Linked DNA regions of Rattus norvegicus: region 1 is linked to region 2. Evidence: chromatin contacts called from public Hi-C data. All regions are on one chromosome and are shown on one strand. Each heading gives the region's core, a stretch centred on a gene start, on an enhancer-like site or on the middle of the called end of the contact. The rest is flanking DNA. Distances are from core to core; before and after follow the strand shown.

Region 1 (3,764 bases), core at 439-2,938, 280 kb after region 2:
ATACCGAGAAGGGAAACCCTGGTCATCTGCAAAAGCAACAAGTGTTCTAAACTGCCAAGCTGGCTCTTCAACCCAAAGCCAACGCTTTTAAAAGACGTATTTATACATTTGCATACAATTTTGTTTGTCTGTGACCGTTGTTGTTTTATTCCCTTTCATTAGAGGAAAAGTTGATATTAAATGCTCGTTGTAGTCCAACAGTGTATTCTTAAAGGTCACCCCTCTTTAATGGCTGACATAGCAATAGTGCTTTCTGTTTGGGTCCCTGCTTCTGCTTGTACACTCATAAGCCTTGAGGTATCTTTTCAGAGAACTTGCCTATACGACCCATGTGGCATGCAATGGTCACTGTAGCTCTCTTCCTACAGTGTCAGGCTTTCTTTCACTCTCTCCTATTATCAGAAACGTCGTCCTTTTTCTTTCCCAAGGGAGAAGCAGAATCACATTGTGGTTTTCTCTTTGGCTGGGCTCCATGCTACTCTCTAAATCGGGCTGCATAGGAGACTCGTGATAGCGTGAAGTCCTGCGACTTCCCCATTCTATTTCACCTCGGAGAAATAGCACAGTAATTCTCTGAGAGCTAAAGAAATAATAACAGAAATGCTTGTTCCAGATGGACCGATATTCCAGCTTGCAAGAAAAGTTTCTCCAAAATATCAGCTGCGAAGGGAAAGTATGTGTTTGAGAGACATGATCACAAGCCTTCGGAGTTTCCTTTCAACCAGTTAATCATTTACAGTGTTCAGTCGACGCAGGTCAACAAGAGTCACGGGAAGATAAGAGGGTGAAGAGCAACATTTACCTGGTCAAAGTCTAGCGATTCTCCCTGCCCCCTGTGGACGGTCTCACGGTCCCCACATCCTCCCCTCTGCTGGCTGAAGTTGGAGGGCGAGGGAAGCCCAATGGAGAAGGGTTTCGCTATTCATCTTAATGAGCTGAAGATAGAAATCTTGCTTCCATTCCTACTTTTTCCTGGGTTCAGGTGTTTTTAAATTTCGTTATTCCTACTTTGGTCATTTAATTTCTTTAGCTTTAAAAGTCTGCTGGTGGATAATGCCTGTCTCTATTCTCCTCATTATTTCCCACCCCGGCAACCCACTATCCTCCCTTTCCATGGAGCCTTTCGCTAGGCGAATTACAAGTGACTTATAAGGAACTGATGACATTGTGGAGACTCCTGGGCCCCTACTAAAATTCTAGATGCTCATTTGCATGTCTGCTGGGAGTTGCAACCATTCTACTTAAATTAAGTAAAAAACATCTTCCAAGGCAACATGCCCTCAGACATCGCATCTTACCTAGTTCCTCTACTTCCGGTCTTAGAAGGAACAGTAGCTCCAAGAGGGACCGCCCCCTCCAGGTCTTCCAAACACTCACACGTGCTTGCCTCCTCTGGGTAGTTATTTCTTGCTAATTCCACTTTACAGATGCCCCGATTATTTTTTTTTTTAAAATGCAAGTGCTTTTCTGTGCAGTAAGGAATAACATTTATGAGTTAATTAAAATTATTTCGGTCATTTATAATCACTGTGAAGTGAACTGTGCAGAATACAAATAAAACTTGCTAAAATGGTAACGGTTCTCTCTGCCTTGCAAAGCCTGCCAAGCAAAGGTTTCACCCTCACTCTCTAACCAGCCTGTTTTCCAAAGGGCTTGTGTTCGGCAGGCAGTGCATGCTGGGAGGTTGTCCTCTGCTCCCCTCCCCCAGCCACCCTGAGTTCCTATAATGGAGAGTGGTGCCTGGCGGGGCACTGTGCAGGGAAGCAGGGAAGGTGAGTGCCCTTTAGCTTCCCTACCCCTTCCATGCACTCTGCACCACACCGTTCCTGGCAGAGCACTTTCTTAGTAACCATCCTTTCTTCTCGCTGCTTACAATCTCCTTTATAGCCATTCACAGAAGGGGAAAAACCGCTTTTCTCCCTAAAAGTGGTTCATTCCGCTTTTTGATTATAAAATGAATATCTTAACATACAAAATTAAGAAAGATGAGGTAAGGTCAGCTCTTAGGAATATTTCTCTCAGGTTTTGAGCCTTTGCATTTTAAAAAAAAGATTATTTCATTTTATGTGTGTGAGTGCTCTGCCTAAAAGCATGTGTGCCTAGTCTTCAAGCAGACAGGTTCCGTGAACATGTGGGTGCTGCGAATTGAACCTGGCCGCTTTGGAAGAGCAGCCAGTGCTCCTGGAGATATGACTGAGCACTGAGATATTTACTTAAACAACAACAACAACAACAACAACAACAACAAAAAACCCACTAATTAAGATTAGCCAGCTATTGTGGTTAAGAGGGAGGAAGGTGTTAAGTTTGGGTCAGCTTGGAATAGATAGTAAGATCCTGTCTCGAAAACAAGAAGTGGGCTAGCTCAATTTGTTCATTAGTTTTCCAAAGTGCTAGTTTTCATTTAGAGTTAATTTTGAAAATTAATTATCATTGTGTGTATGTGTGTGCATGGATCCAGTGTCGCAGTATAACACGAGGAGAGCCGAGGAAGGCTTGGTTCTCGGCTACTGTTAGATCTGGGGATCGAACTCAGGTCATCAGGCTTGTGTGGTAGGTGCTTTTACCAGCTTAGCTGAAAAGTGCTTTCAGTTGCTGGCCCAGAGAGTCACTGGAATCATGGTTAGAATGCGATGCAAAATGGTTCCTCATAACACATCCATGCCAGAGATTACTGCTTCCTTGGGAGAGAGCATCTGGTCTCCTCCAGTAGTTAGTACCAAGTGGACACTTGTTCATATGCCTATGGGGCCTTTTGACAGATGATAACCCTGGAGATGTCTCCTTTGCACGAATTGAGGGGACTGGCTACATACGGCAGACACGACTTTGAAAGGCAACGGATCCTTTGCTTCATTAGCTTGTTTAACTACCCTTGAGTGTGACCAGAGCCAGGCAGCGGGTGAAGCAGGGGCTGCTGGCCTGTCCTCAAGTTGCCAGGCAGGTGAGAGCGTGGGGAAGGCAAGGATGTTTTCAGAGAGCACGTCTATAAGCTTCCTGACTTCTCTCTGCAAATGCAAGACAGGCCCTACTGTGTGTACAGATCCCACGTCCCTCACTGTCTAATGTGAACACACAGAGGCCCTTCCACGACTATCGAAGAGAAGAATCAATCTAAGAATTAAGCGGTCTCCAAAGACAGATGAAGTGAAACTTCTTCCACTCTGTAGACAAGCCGGATGATCTGCTGTGGAAGTTCAGGTCCCTGCCTCCCTCTAGCGGTTGACCCACACACTGGACCAGCAGGATGATTCTGCCCTGCACAGACCAGAAGCCAAGATCAGTGGTGTCCTTAAATGCCCTTTGGAAATAATAGGAGCTGTGTTTTTGAAAGTGTCCTCCTCACTTCACAGAAGTTTCTGTCTTAAGCGGGCCATCTGGGTCTGCTACTGCCACGAGACATCAGGCGGCATTTTCTCCTTCAGGGCAGCACCTCAACTTCTTTTTAAAAATGAATTCAGTAACCCACAGTAGGGTGTGTGTGTGTGTGTGTGTGTGTGTGTGTGTGTGTGTGTGTGTGTGATTTACATTTTTTTTTCACTAGGCTTTGCAACTTGTTATGTCCTGATTGACTTGTCTGTTGCTAACATGGGCCAAGCACAGAGTAAAACAGCAACGGAGTTGACAGTGCTCATGTAAACTGTGGGGGGACACACAGACACTGTCACACATGCGCACACACCCACACCCACACTAAAAAAATCGCTTTTGCTTTTCATAAATTTAAAAGTATTAGGAAAACAATAAAAACTCGAGGAGTTTTC
Region 2 (3,572 bases), core at 572-3,071:
GCACGGCCCCCCCCACCCCACCTGCCGGTTTGCAAATGTTTTCTGAAGCACAAAGACTCGAAGACTAGTCTTTAAAACACCAATACACAGTCATTTAATACAAAATCCGAGGACTCTTTAAATGAGCGAAATAAGACAATACTGTTTTTCGCTCTCACCCAGAAATAGCCACACAAGCAAAATGCCCAAATGAAAACACATTTCGGAGCCTTTAAAAATACACATACCGCCACTGTCAATCAAAGCAGTGCGCAGCTAAGTGTAAGCACTGTTTCCTAGACAAGTACAAGATGTGTCTACATTCTCGGTTTGAGAGCAACCCTTAAACAACAACACACACATATATTATCAAATAAACGTTAGCTCTTGCAAACACAATGCGAGCAGCATGCTAATTAAAGTGTTCACAAGACAATGACAAATAGGGCTGTGGGGCCACAGCATACATTATTATGTAACTGCAGTACCCAAGAAGCAATCACCAGGTTGTAGGTAGGTCTTCCAAAAGGCGTCATTATGGTTTACTGTGATCAGAAGATTGTGGTGTCAGACTTAACCACGATTTACCTGCAAGCAGGTGTTTACTGACAGCAAAAAAGTAAAGAACTAGTTCTAGCTGCAAACCTGAAGCTCTGTACAATAAACTGTCCCAACACACAAAAAGCCCCCTCCACCCAAACTTTCTATCCCCAAATGAAGAAAACTGGGAAGCACATTTTTCTGCATGCTTTCCAGACCAAAACTGAAGTGACTCAATGTCCAAGTTCTCATGCTTAGAACTAGCCATGTTCCAAAGACCATGAGGAGAAAATTTACAACAGAGGAAAAGAAATAGTGAGCTCATATGAGGGCTCACTGGAGATGTTGCCATCGCTGGCTGTCGCCTCAATAAAGAGCAACAATGTTCAGTGCCTTTAACAAGCAAATTACAGGAACTATGCAAAACAAAGTAAATGTGACAGAACCACCAGGGACAAAAATTCCACATAAACCAGCTCAAATACAAGGAGAATAAAAGAGAACACCAGCGCGAGGGAGGCCAGAAGTGAATAGATTTTCTACAAATTCTGTTCGGGTAGCTCAAAAAACAATTTTCTTTTTTACAAGTAAATTCTTCCCAGCCAGCTGTTCTCTGAACTTCAGTGAAAGCCACCTACCACCCAGAGCAGTTCACAGAACTGTGCAGCCGTGTAAGGGCCAACTGAGCATAAATAAAAGAGCAGCAAAGCCAGAAGATTTCCAGGAGGTTGGAATTTCAACACCACAGGCGTTTTCCAAGACTGAGCCTAAATTGCCCTTGGGAAGCCTTCGAATCCCACCCAAAGCTGCTATCGGCACCATTAGGAACCAGCATCCCCTCCCATCAGAGTTGAAAACACTGGATTCCAGGTGCACCAAGCGTACCAGCTGCCCTCACCACTGAGGATGTAACACGCGCGGAGTTACACATAAAGCCACCCCCAAGCAGACCGATGTCCAAAACACTGGAGGAAAAATGGATGCTTCTCGGCCAGGCAGGGAAGAATGCTCCCGCTCAAAAGGGTAACCAGGATTCTGGCACGTAAGACAGAGACTTGTTCCTGCTTATTAATCGCTAAAGTCCCTAGAAACAAAAGTAGGCCAGGCTTCACCTCCCTCCTGGTCAACTGGGGCGCTGCCACCAAGCAGCTGACAGACTCAATGGCAGACGACCCTGTACTCTTAGGATGATCCCAGACATAAGCCACCGCCCAGCTAGCTGGCTTACCTCACAGGCGGCTCCACAGGCCTTGAGTTTGTCACCATCTCCCTCAGGCAGACCAGTCCAATGTGTGGCCATCATTTCATTTCAAATTGTAAAGGGACAAATCCTTTGGAGTCCACATTGGAGAGGTACCACCACACACCAAACGGGAAGCAATTCCACAGCAAGTTCTGAGGCGATGCAGGGTTAAGGGCTGGTCAAAAAACATACGAGATAAAGACTTGCGGGAAGCCCCTTCAAATGCCCTCTTCAACAGACTTCATTTCTCCAGACTTAAAGTTCAGGGGCGACAGGTTTCCTTGGCAGGTATGGCGGAGGCCAAGTGCAGAGAGAAGAGGTCCACTTCCAGGCGGTGTTACTCCGAGGCCAGAGAAAAATCAGCTTTCGGAGATCCTTCCTGGAACAGGGAGAAGTTAATGAAGGACATGAACTTTCCCCAGGCGCCGATCTTTAGCCTTGCCACAAGCCCAGACCAAGTTCCCCCTCTCCCACAATCCGAAGAATTAGTCCAAGGTGAACCCTGCAAAGAAAACAATCCTCTCATGCAACATTAAAAAAAAAAAAATAGAAGGGAAACGCCTGAACGTCGGGAAGAGAGAGAGAGAAAGAGAACCAGACCTCAGAACTGCCCCGGTGGCTGTGTCAAACACGCCCGGCTGCTATGAAGCCTTCAAGGAAAAAAAAAAAAAAATCCTGGTTCAAGTGCTGCATTTCCTGGGCAACGCCGAGGCCGTGTGTGCATTCTGCAGCACCCGGATACCTACTCTTAAGCGAAGTTTTCTCCTTACCGGGTTAGACTCGCAGACGCCCTCCAACTCCCCAACAAACAAACAAAAAGCCAGCTCCGACCGGGGCGGGCGTGGGCTCGGCGGCGTCTGCGGCGGCGGCCGCCCGGGCCGCGGGTGACTCCGGCCGCCCGTGGCAGCCTGCCCTGAGCCCCGGCCCGCGCCCCCGAGGAGGCGGCTGTTTTCCTTGGCCCGCGGCGGGGATGGGTGGGGAGGCGTGCGGCTGCGGGTGGGACGCAGCGCCGCTCCCGCTCCGGCTCCCGGGCATGCTTCAGGAGAGCAGCGGCCCCGGCAACTCTCAGCTCCCGGCTGCGGCCCCCACCCCCGACCCCCGCCCCGGCCCCGGCCCCGGCTCGCCCTCCCCGGTGGCCACCTGAAGCAGAGGGGAAAGCGCAGAGCAAACCACCCACCTACCACTATTTCCTCCGCCCCTTCCTGAGGCGGGTCGCCGGCGCGGGTTCCCGGGAAGCGCAGCCCGGGCGCGTGCGGGAAGCGAGGGCTCCGCTCGGCGGCTCGGCCCGCGGCGGGGCGCGCTAGGCCGCGGCTCGGTTAATATTCATGAGGCGCCGCCCCTCCTCCGCGGCCCGCCGGACCCCGGCGCCGGCCGCTCGCCTTTGTGCCCCGGCCTCCCTCGCTGCGCACACGCGGGCGCGGCCTCCGCGGGCCCGCGCCTCAGCCCGGGGCGGTGAGACGAGCGGCCACGCAACGGAGAACGCGGGCTAGGGGTCGGCTCCCAGGCAGCGCCGCGACCTGCCCCGGCCGGCCCCGGGCTCTAGGCGCCGCGGGAGGGCGTGGGGCGGGGCGGCGGCCGCCGGACTCTCCCCTCGCCGGGCCGGCCGGGGCCCCACGCGCCCGCGATCGCCGAGCGCGAGACTGGCCGGGCCGGCGGGCGCGCGAGCTGCTTCCCGGGGGCGGACTGCTCGCGCCTTCCTTCTGGATCCACCTCCTCCCACCCCACCTCCTTCCCCTCCCCTCCCGGGGGACGGTCGGGGACGAGGAGTTTTCGGTCTGCAGTCACCCGAACCGGGGAGCCAAGCTAGAGG

What was found. Hi-C and Micro-C count contacts between places; a contact is called where the count stands out from the background.
Region 1: a contact with region 2 is called in a Hi-C map of liver, with 4 times the contacts expected there. The contact joins the enhancer-like site here to the promoter of Arhgap21 in region 2. A contact is called at or near these places in 5 of 12 Hi-C or Micro-C datasets (the A7r5 cell line, frontal cortex, kidney and 2 more) and 1 of 1 datasets of contacts at active chromatin or transcription factors (oligodendrocytes).

The regions. Positions count from the first base shown.
Region 1 is chr17:88,663,508-88,667,271 of GRCr8, forward strand. No RefSeq gene overlaps it. Among named protein-coding and RNA genes, the nearest start is that of Thnsl1, 42 kb to the left of the region's middle. Within about 2 kb of position 1,689, at least 38 of the 93 cell types and tissues checked have an H3K27ac peak or open chromatin away from gene starts, as enhancers often do. A contact at or near this core is called in liver, where this site is marked.
Region 2 is chr17:88,378,657-88,382,228 of GRCr8, forward strand. It overlaps Arhgap21 (Rho GTPase activating protein 21), which reads right to left and starts at 1,822. Exons shown (of 25, transcript NM_001191693.1): 1 at 1,748-1,822. The coding sequence starts at 1,822.